Regions from separate parts of the Eptesicus fuscus genome. Here region 2 is linked to region 1. A link is a contact called in public Hi-C data. All regions are on one chromosome and are shown on one strand. Each heading gives the region's core, a stretch centred on a gene start, on an enhancer-like site or on the middle of the called end of the contact. The rest is flanking DNA. Distances are from core to core; before and after follow the strand shown. Region 1 holds the start of CALCRL (calcitonin receptor like receptor). Region 2 holds the start of ZSWIM2 (zinc finger SWIM-type containing 2).

Region 1 (4,163 bases), core at 1,018-3,517:
CTCCCTGGGCTCTGCACCCCTGTCCCAGCAGCCCCCTGGGCTCTGCACCCCTGTCCCAGCAGCTCCCCGAGCTCTGCACCCCTGTCCCAGCAGCTCCCTGAGCTCTGCACCCCTGTCCCAGCAGCTCCCTGAGCTCTGCACCCCTGTCCCAGCAGCTCCCTGGGCTCTGCACCCCTGTCCCAGCAGCTCCCCGGGCTCTGCACCCCTGTCCCAGCAGCCCCCCGGGCTCTGCACCCCTGTCCCAGCAGCCCCCCGGGCTCTGCACCCCTGTCCCAGCAGCCCCCCGAGCTCTGCACCCCTGTCCCAGCAGCCCCCGGGCTCTGCACCCCTGTCCCAGCAGCCCCCCGGGCTCTGCACCCCTGTCCCAGCAGCCCCCCGGGCTCTGCACCCCTGTCCCAGCAGCTCCCTGAGCTCTGCACCCCTGTCCCAGCAGCTCCCTGAGCTCTGCACCCCTGTCCCAGCAGCTCCCCGGGCTCTGCACCCCTGTCCCAGCAGCCCCCTGAGCTCTGCACCCCTGTCCCAGCAGCTCCCTGAGCTCTGCACCCCTGTCCCAGCAGCTCCCTGAGCTCTGCACCCCTGTCCCAGCAGCTCCCTGAGCTCTGCACCCCTGTCCCAGCAGCCCCCTGAGCTCTGCACCCCTGTCCCAGCAGCCCCCCGGGCTCTGCACCCCTGTCCCAGCAGCCCCCCGGGCTCTGCACCCCTGTCCCAGCAGCTCCCTGGGCTCTGCACCCCTGTCCCAGCAGCCCCCTGAGCTCTGCACCCCTGTCCCAGCAGCCCCCTGGGCTCTGCACCCCTGTCCCAGCAGCTCCCCGAGCTCTGCACCCCTGTCCCAGCAGCCCCCCGGGCTCTGCACCCCTGTCCCAGCAGCCCCCCGGGCTCTGCACCCCTGTCCCAGCAGCCCCCGGGCTCTGCACCCCTGTCCCAGCAGCCCCCCGAGCTCTGCACCCCTGTCCCAGCAGCTCCGGCCGCCCTGGTGTCAGGTCAGGACAGCCTGCGGCACCAGCAGGGGCTTGGTCCCTGTTCCCTGCGTCCTGTCCCGGGAACCCTGCCTTCAGGGCACGGGCTCCACTTTGTATTTTTTTAAATATAAATATTTTATTGATCTCAGAGAGGAAGAGAGGGCGAGAGAGATGGAAGCATCAGTGATGAGAGGGCATCATGGATCGGCTGCCCCCTGCGCGCCCCACACGGGATGGAGCCTGGAACGTGGGCCTGTGCCCTGACCGGAATCGAACCCGGACCCTCAGTCCCAGGCCGACGCTCTACCCACTGGGCCACCCCGCCGGGGCCGGGCCTCTCCTCTGGGGTCACGGCCGGATGCGCTCACTGGGGACCCGGGTTCCTCTTCACAGCAGCCTCTCGCCCACACCCTCCGCTCCGCTCCGGCCGGGAGGGGGGCCCGCCCCACGGGAAGCCGGGCTCCGGGCTCCGGGCTCCGGGCTCCGGGCGCAGAGCCGCCACCGAGCCCCGCGTCCCCGCGCAGCTGTGCTTCCCCGCGGCCGCCACCCGCCGCCCCGCCGCGGGCGCAGGTCGGGAGCGCGAGGGACGGAGACGCCGCAACAGGAGCAACGGAGTCCCGCCGGCGGACCGCGGGGAGAGCCGAGCGGGAGAGCGCGACCCCCCCCCCCCCGGGCGGTGCTCCCCGAACCCCCTGGACGGTGCTCCCCGAACCCCCCTGGACGGTGCTCCCCGACCCCCCTGGACGGTGCTCCCCGAACCCCCCTGGGCGGTGCTCCCCGAACCCCCCCGGGCGGTGCTCCCCGAACCCCCCGGGCGGTGCTCCCCGAACCCCCCTGGACGGTGCTCCCCGACCCCCTGCGCCCCGCGGGGTGAGCGCGAGGCCCGGGGGGACTCCCGCGCCCCTTCTCCCCGCGGCGCCGGGCGCGGAGGGCGGTCCGGGTGGGGATGCCCGCGGTCACGGTCACGGTCACGGCCGCCCCGCGCGGAGGGCCGGCTCCCCTCGGGCTGAGATGGGACCCGCGCTCGGGTGGGTGTGGGCTCCCCGCTCATTCCTGGACGGTCCGGCCCGCACGGGCGGCGTCTCCCCGCAGATCAGGCGGCGAGGTCGGGGCGCCAGCCCGTCCCCTCCGGGAGGACCGCGAGCCGGACCGGAGCAGCGGGTGCGGAGGAGGCGCTGACTTACCGGCCGCGGGAGCCCCGAGAAGCGCTGGGCGGGCGGCGGTCCGCTCCTCCGCGAACGTCCGGACGCGGGAGCTGCTCCCAGGTGCGCGGAGCCGGCGCCGGCCCTGCGGAGGCGGCGGCAGCAGAGCCCGTCTGAGCGGCGGGGCTCCCTCACCCCGTCCCAGCCGGCGGGGAGGCGGGGCTTCCTGTGACATCAGCGCCCCGCCCGCTCGGGGCTCGGCCACTCCTCCTCCAGGGGCGCCCCCAGGCGGCGCCTGCTCCCCCCCACCCCCCAGGCAAGAAGCAGCTGACCCCGGCAGCACCCACAGGTGGGCTCCTCCACAGGGTGGGCTTCTCCCCTGAGCTCTGCTCCAGCGGCCGGCAGCTGCCTGCGGTGCAAGGGAGTCAGTGTGATGTTCTGTGCACAGACCACAGGGGCTGGGGCGGGCCTGTGTGTGCGCGTGCGCGTGCATGTGTGTGTGTGCATGTGTGTGTGGGTGTGCGTGCATGTGCATATGTGTGTGCGTGCATGCCTGTGTGTGCGTGCGTGTGCATGTGGGCGTGCACATGTGGGTGTGTGGGCGTGCGGGTGTGCATGTGCGTGTGCGTGCGCGCGTGGGTGTGCATGTGTGCGTGTGTGCGTGTGCATGTGTGTATGTGTGCGCGTGTGAATTATACTTCCCAGTGTCCCTGAGGAAATTCTCCATTCCCCTGAGTGAACACAGGGAGTGGTGACTGCAGCGTCTTCATTCACGCTGTGACCCACGCTCATGCGTGTGGGGCTCTGGGAGTCAGCCAGGCCTCGACCAGTTTCCCAGGACGAATGGGAGGAACCTCATGCTGCAGGTTTCTTAAGCATGTTTGCTGTGTTATGACACCAGTATGGGTGTGTTTTTGCTGTGTATGACACTAGGATGCGTGTGTTTTTGCCGTGTTATGACACTAGGATGCGTGTGTTTTTGCCGTGTCATGACACTAGTATGCGTGTGTTTTTGCTGTGTATGACACTAGGATGCGTGTGTTTTTGCCGTGTTATGACACTAGGATGTGTGTGTTTTTCATCAACAAAACCATCGTGTGCCAAGAAAGATAAGTTTATTCCGAACGTGTGTGTGACTCCCTGGGACTGCCCGGGGGCGGCTGTAGGTAAGACGCGGCTTTGGCTACTGTGTACGTGTGTGGAGGTGCGGCAGCAATGATCGATCCTGAAACCGACACAGCTCTACACATCCCTTATGTGTCCGAGCACCGAGGTCCTCATCGGCAAACTAACATGATGATCAGATCAGACCTGACGTCCCTTACGTCTCTAAGCCTCTCAATCCAGTTACGTGACATTTAGAAACAAACAGGCTATTGCGATGTTCATTCTGTCCTTCGTAAATGTGGGATCAGCGGCGCTGAGACACTGCGACGTGACCGCAGTTCTGGAACAAAACGGCGTCCTGGCAGACAATCAGAGGAGGAGCGGCTAGCAACGTGAAGGGGTTCGTGTCCCTGACGCTCTGTGCTCCTCACATTTTTACTAGCTGGACCCCGGAAGAAACTTAGTGCACAATCTTTGACTTGAAGGTCAATAGGATCAAGGTCAATGCAAACACATTCGTATAAAAATAGGATGCATACTAGCCTCTATCCACGGTGATTCTGTGGCTGAGAAACGGAGTTACACCTGTTTCGTTCCTGGGGTTGTCTCCCAGGTCGGGGTTAGGAGGCCGGTGGGATGTTGCTTCAATTTGAGCTATCTCCTCCGGCCCCGAGGAGGAAGTCCGTGATGCAGATTTTAAATCCAAACCTCCCTGCCCATGTCTCTCACCCCCGGGCTCGATACAATATGCGAAAGAGACATCTGACCCCCTAGAAAGAGATCAACATGTAGCTTTGAATTTAAATCATGAAAAATTAAAACGCTTCCTGTTACGTTTGCAAAAACATTGATGTTTTCCCCCAAAGATGAGTTGATTTTATTTGTCCAACACTAGTAAAATCTAGTGAATGGGGGAAAAAATCTATGCTATAAACTTAGGTCATAAGACTCTTTG
Region 2 (4,163 bases), core at 928-3,427, 230 kb before region 1:
TCCTTCTTGACACCGGCTCATTTTTCACTCCCATAATCCTTTGCCTTTGCCAGTCGGCAAACTCATTAATCAATAGACCCAAATATCAACAGGACAATGATTGAAATTTCTTTTGAGAGCCAAATTTTTTAAACTTAAACTTCTTCTAACGCCACTTCTTCAAAATAGACTCGCCCAGGCCGTGGTATTTTGTGGAAGAGCCACACTCAAGGGGCCAAAGAGCCGCATGTGGCTCGTGAGCTGCAGTTTGCCGACCATGGGCCTAGGTCAACGACCTGCATGATCAACCCAGACTGTTTTTGAATGGCCTAATCTCGGGCAAGTGAAAAGAAGGCTAATCTTAAAAGCTTCAAAGTCTCTCTCTCCTCTCTCTCTCTCTCTCTCTCTCTCTCTCAGGAAATCCTACCTTGCAGTGAAGCCAAAGACCTTTTTAAGATTTTGGCTTTTTGTTTGTTTGGTGAGTTAATTTAATTAATTTTGTTCACCTCGCCCATCGTGGCTGAGCACACTGAACGCAGTGTGGTAGCAGCACAGTGAAGGGAGATCCTCTGCACTCGGCAGGTCAAAGCATAAACCACCCAAACGCCCCGGGCCACGCCCGCTGGGAGGGTCGGACGGTGTGGGACGGTGAGAGCAGGATATGCCAATATCTGAAACATCCGTGGACTTTCAGCAAAACCACAAAGAACTTTTATCCACTAAGACCCTTCCAGGGCGCCATCATGTACATCCTTTTTTAGGGTCTTATCAGCTGGAGAGTGGCTAACGGTCCAGGAAACCGGTTTCGGTATTTAGCCGTGATAGCGGTTTGCAGGCAGAGAGCAGCTTTCCGTGTCAGTTGCGGGGCTAGTGCGGGCTAAGGACGCCCCTAACCCTAACCCTCACCCTAACCCTAACCCTGACCCTGACCCTAACCCCAACCCTAACCCTAATCCTCTAACCCTAACCCTAACCCTAACCCCAACCCCAACCCGTACCCTCACCCTCACCCCAACCCTAATCCTAACCCCAACCCTAACCCTAACCCCAACCCTCACCCTAACCCTCACCCTAACCCTAACCCTAACCCAACCCTAATCCTAATCCAACCCTAACCCTAACCCTCACCCTCACCCTAATCCTAACCCTAACCCTAACCCTAACCCTAATCCTAACCCTAACCCTCACCCTCACCCTAATCCTAACCCAACCCTAACCCTAACCCTCACCCTAACCCTCACCCTCACCCTAACCCAACCCTCACCCTAACCCTAACCCTCCCAACCCCGGCTTCCAACCACAGGCCTCCTCCCCAGCCCAAGGTCAGAGGCCATCCTCTCCCCGGTGGGGCGCCATCTGGAGTCCCACCCCAGAGGGAACCTTCTCTCAGCAACATGGTCCCTGTGCAGCGCGCCCCTAGGGGCTGAGCCCAGATGGCCTTAGGGACTGGAGGGGCCGGCGGGCGGTGGGACTGGGGGCCCAGGGCGGGTCAGGTGGGGCAGGTGGGGCTGGGGCGGGGTTAGAGGGGCAGGGGCGGGGTTAGAGGGGCAGGGGCGGGGTTAGAGGGGCAGGGGCGGGGTTAGAGGGGCAGGGGCGGGGTTAGAGGGGGCAGGGGCGGGGTTAGAGGGGCAGGGGCGGGGTTAGAGGGGCAGGGGCGGGGTTAGAGGGGGCAGGGGCGGGGTTAGAGGGGGCAGGGGCGGGGGGGGCGGGGGGCGGGCCGGCGGGCGGTGGGACTGGGGGCCCAGGGCGGGTCGGGTGGGGCCGGTGGGGGCCGGGGGGCGGGGCCGGGGCGGGGAGGGGCCGGGGCCCGGGGCGGTGGGGCTGGGGGCCGGGCGGGAGGGGCAGGGGGGGGTGGGGAGGGGCGGGGCGGGGCCGGTGGGGCCGGGGCGGGGGGCAGGGGCAGGGGCGGGGCCGGGGGCCGGCGGGCGGTGGGACTGGGGGCCCAGGGCGGGTCGGGTGGGGCCGGTGGGGGGGGCCGGGGCCGGCGGGGCCGGGGCGGCGGGGCGGGGCCGGGGCCCGGCGGCCGTTACTCGGAAGTCGCGGAAGGCGGGCTCCTCCTCGCGCAGCAGGAAGCCGGTGGGGCCGCTCTCCCGCACCAGGTAGATGCTGCCGCCCAGCGCCCGGTCCTGCGCGCGGCTCAGCCGGCGGCTCAGGTGTCTGCGCCGCGGAGCGGCCTTGGCGGGGCCTCCGCGCTGCATCGCCCGGCGCGGCCGACCGCGGGCCCCGGCGGCCCCCCACCTCCGGCGCCGCCGTTGTCCTGGTGACGGGTGGGGTCCGCGCCGCCGGTTGCCTTGGTGACGGGTGGGGACCGCGCCGCCGGTTGCCTTGGTGACGGGTGGGGACCGCGCCGCCGGTTGTCCTGGTGACGGGTGGGGACCGCGCCGCCGGTTGCCTTGGTGACGGGTGGGGACCGCGCCGCCGGTTGCCTTGGTGACGGGTGGGGACCGCGCCGCCGGTTGCCTTGGTGACGGGGTGGGGACCGCGCCGCCGGTTGCCTTGGTGACGGGTGGGGACCGCGGCGTCCCGGCGTGCCTTGCGCGAGCGGAGGCGGGGACCGGAGCGGGCGGGTGAGGACGCCGCCGCCCGCGCTCCTTCCCCGGCGCCCGGCCCCGGCCCGGGAGGGTCCCTAAGGCCGCCGGCGGGTCGGGGGGCCGGGCCGGAGGCTGTCAGTCCCTCCGCGGGGCCCCCGGGCCGGGCCTTGGTTGTGTGGGGACCGGCGCGCCGCCCGGCTTGGGCTCCGGGTGCGGAGAAGATGCCGACTCGTCATCAGGTCGGAACCGAGGCCCTTGCGGCGTCGGCAGGTGCCGCTGGCCTGTCCCCAGCCCGCGAGGGGCCTGCGGGGTCCGATCCAATGGGCCCAGCTCACCACCGAGCCGCCCGCGAGGCATCCACGCCCCCGCCCTCCCGGGGAACGGGCCTGTGGACCCGCCCCGCCCCTCCGGCTGGACCATGTCCCCCGCTCAGACCCCTGCCCGCCCCTCCCCCCAGCCCGCCCCCCCTCCCGCCCCGCCCCGCCCACCCCCTCCCACTCCCGCCCCTGGGGGCCCCTCCCCTCTGGGCTCCAGACCACCTAATGGGTTTATAACGGGAACCACCTTGGCCTCTGCTCCTCCTCCGGGGGCCCTAACACAGGCATCTGACCCAGGAAGCACGATCCTGAAATGTGGGGTGGGGGTGGGGGTGGGACGGGGGGGGGGTCCCTACATTGCCTGATGGGGTCAGGATGTGTTGGGGAGGGAGGCGGGTGGAATCTGTTGACTCTGTGCCTTCTAAGATGTCGGATCCCTGTGTAAGGAATAGGATTGTCAGCCTTGGTACCAACCTTGTCCCAGAACCTGAAACCGCCCCTGACCTGGTCTCTGGCTCCCGGGGAGCCGGTAATGAGAGGAGCCCAGCAAAGAAGCCGGGTCCCTGGGGTCTCTACAGTGGAAACCGGAAACAGCCACCGGGTGACGTCAGGATGGAGGACACCTGTCCCAGCCTCTCCTGGGAGGAAGCCACAAGCCGGCCATGGCCACAGCCGGAGAGGGGAGATGCCCGAAGGCCACCACACGAAAGAAGGTGCTGGAAGGTGCGGCCTTCGCCTGAGCCATCCAGGTAAACACCACGCCATCCCAGGTCTGACTCAGAACAGCCAACACACGTGCGGCCAGACCCCCAACGTCACCATCACGTTAATGGTGCTGGATGGTAAAGCCAGACATTATCACTAGGAAAAACTCACTGAAGCCAAAAGGAATCATACATTGAATTCCCGTAGTTTGTTTATTAAGACTTACACTTTTAAAAATACAAAATAAATTAGTGACAGCCTACACCTTCTAAATAACAAGATGAATGAGGTTTTAGAACAAAGACACTATTCAACAACCATTCACTCTCCATATATGTGTGTGTGTACCTAGCTATCCATCCATATATACAACATATATACTTATATATACACACACTTATACATAAGTATATGTAAGTATATATACACATATATTTCCATATGTATTTTATCTCCATATACATTATCTTCTATACTAATAAAAGGGCAATATGCTAATTAGACCACACGTCTTCCGGACATCTTCCAGACATCCTACCGGACAAAGCTGCAGCGGATCGGCGGCTGTGAGGCCCGGGGCTCTGGCCTCGTACCCGTGGCCACTGGCAGTGGCAGCAGCAGCAGTGGGGTG

The links. A called contact is a pair of places that touch in the nucleus more often than the background predicts.
Region 2: a Hi-C map of liver shows a contact between it and region 1, with 5 times the contacts expected there. The contact joins the promoter of ZSWIM2 here to the promoter of CALCRL in region 1. A contact is called at or near these places in 2 of 2 Hi-C or Micro-C datasets (liver and muscle).

Annotation. Positions count from the first base shown.
Region 1 is chr11:92,895,106-92,899,268 of DD_ASM_mEF_20220401, reverse strand. CALCRL (calcitonin receptor like receptor) reads right to left here and starts at 2,267. Exons shown (of 15, transcript XM_054723288.1): 1 at 2,144-2,267.
Region 2 is chr11:93,126,190-93,130,352 of DD_ASM_mEF_20220401, reverse strand. ZSWIM2 (zinc finger SWIM-type containing 2) reads right to left here and starts at 2,177. Exons shown (of 10, transcript XM_054723201.1): 1 at 2,010-2,177. The coding sequence starts at 2,177. LOC114233363 (a long non-coding RNA gene) reads left to right here and starts at 3,246. Exons shown (of 3, transcript XR_008557446.1): 1 at 3,246-3,576.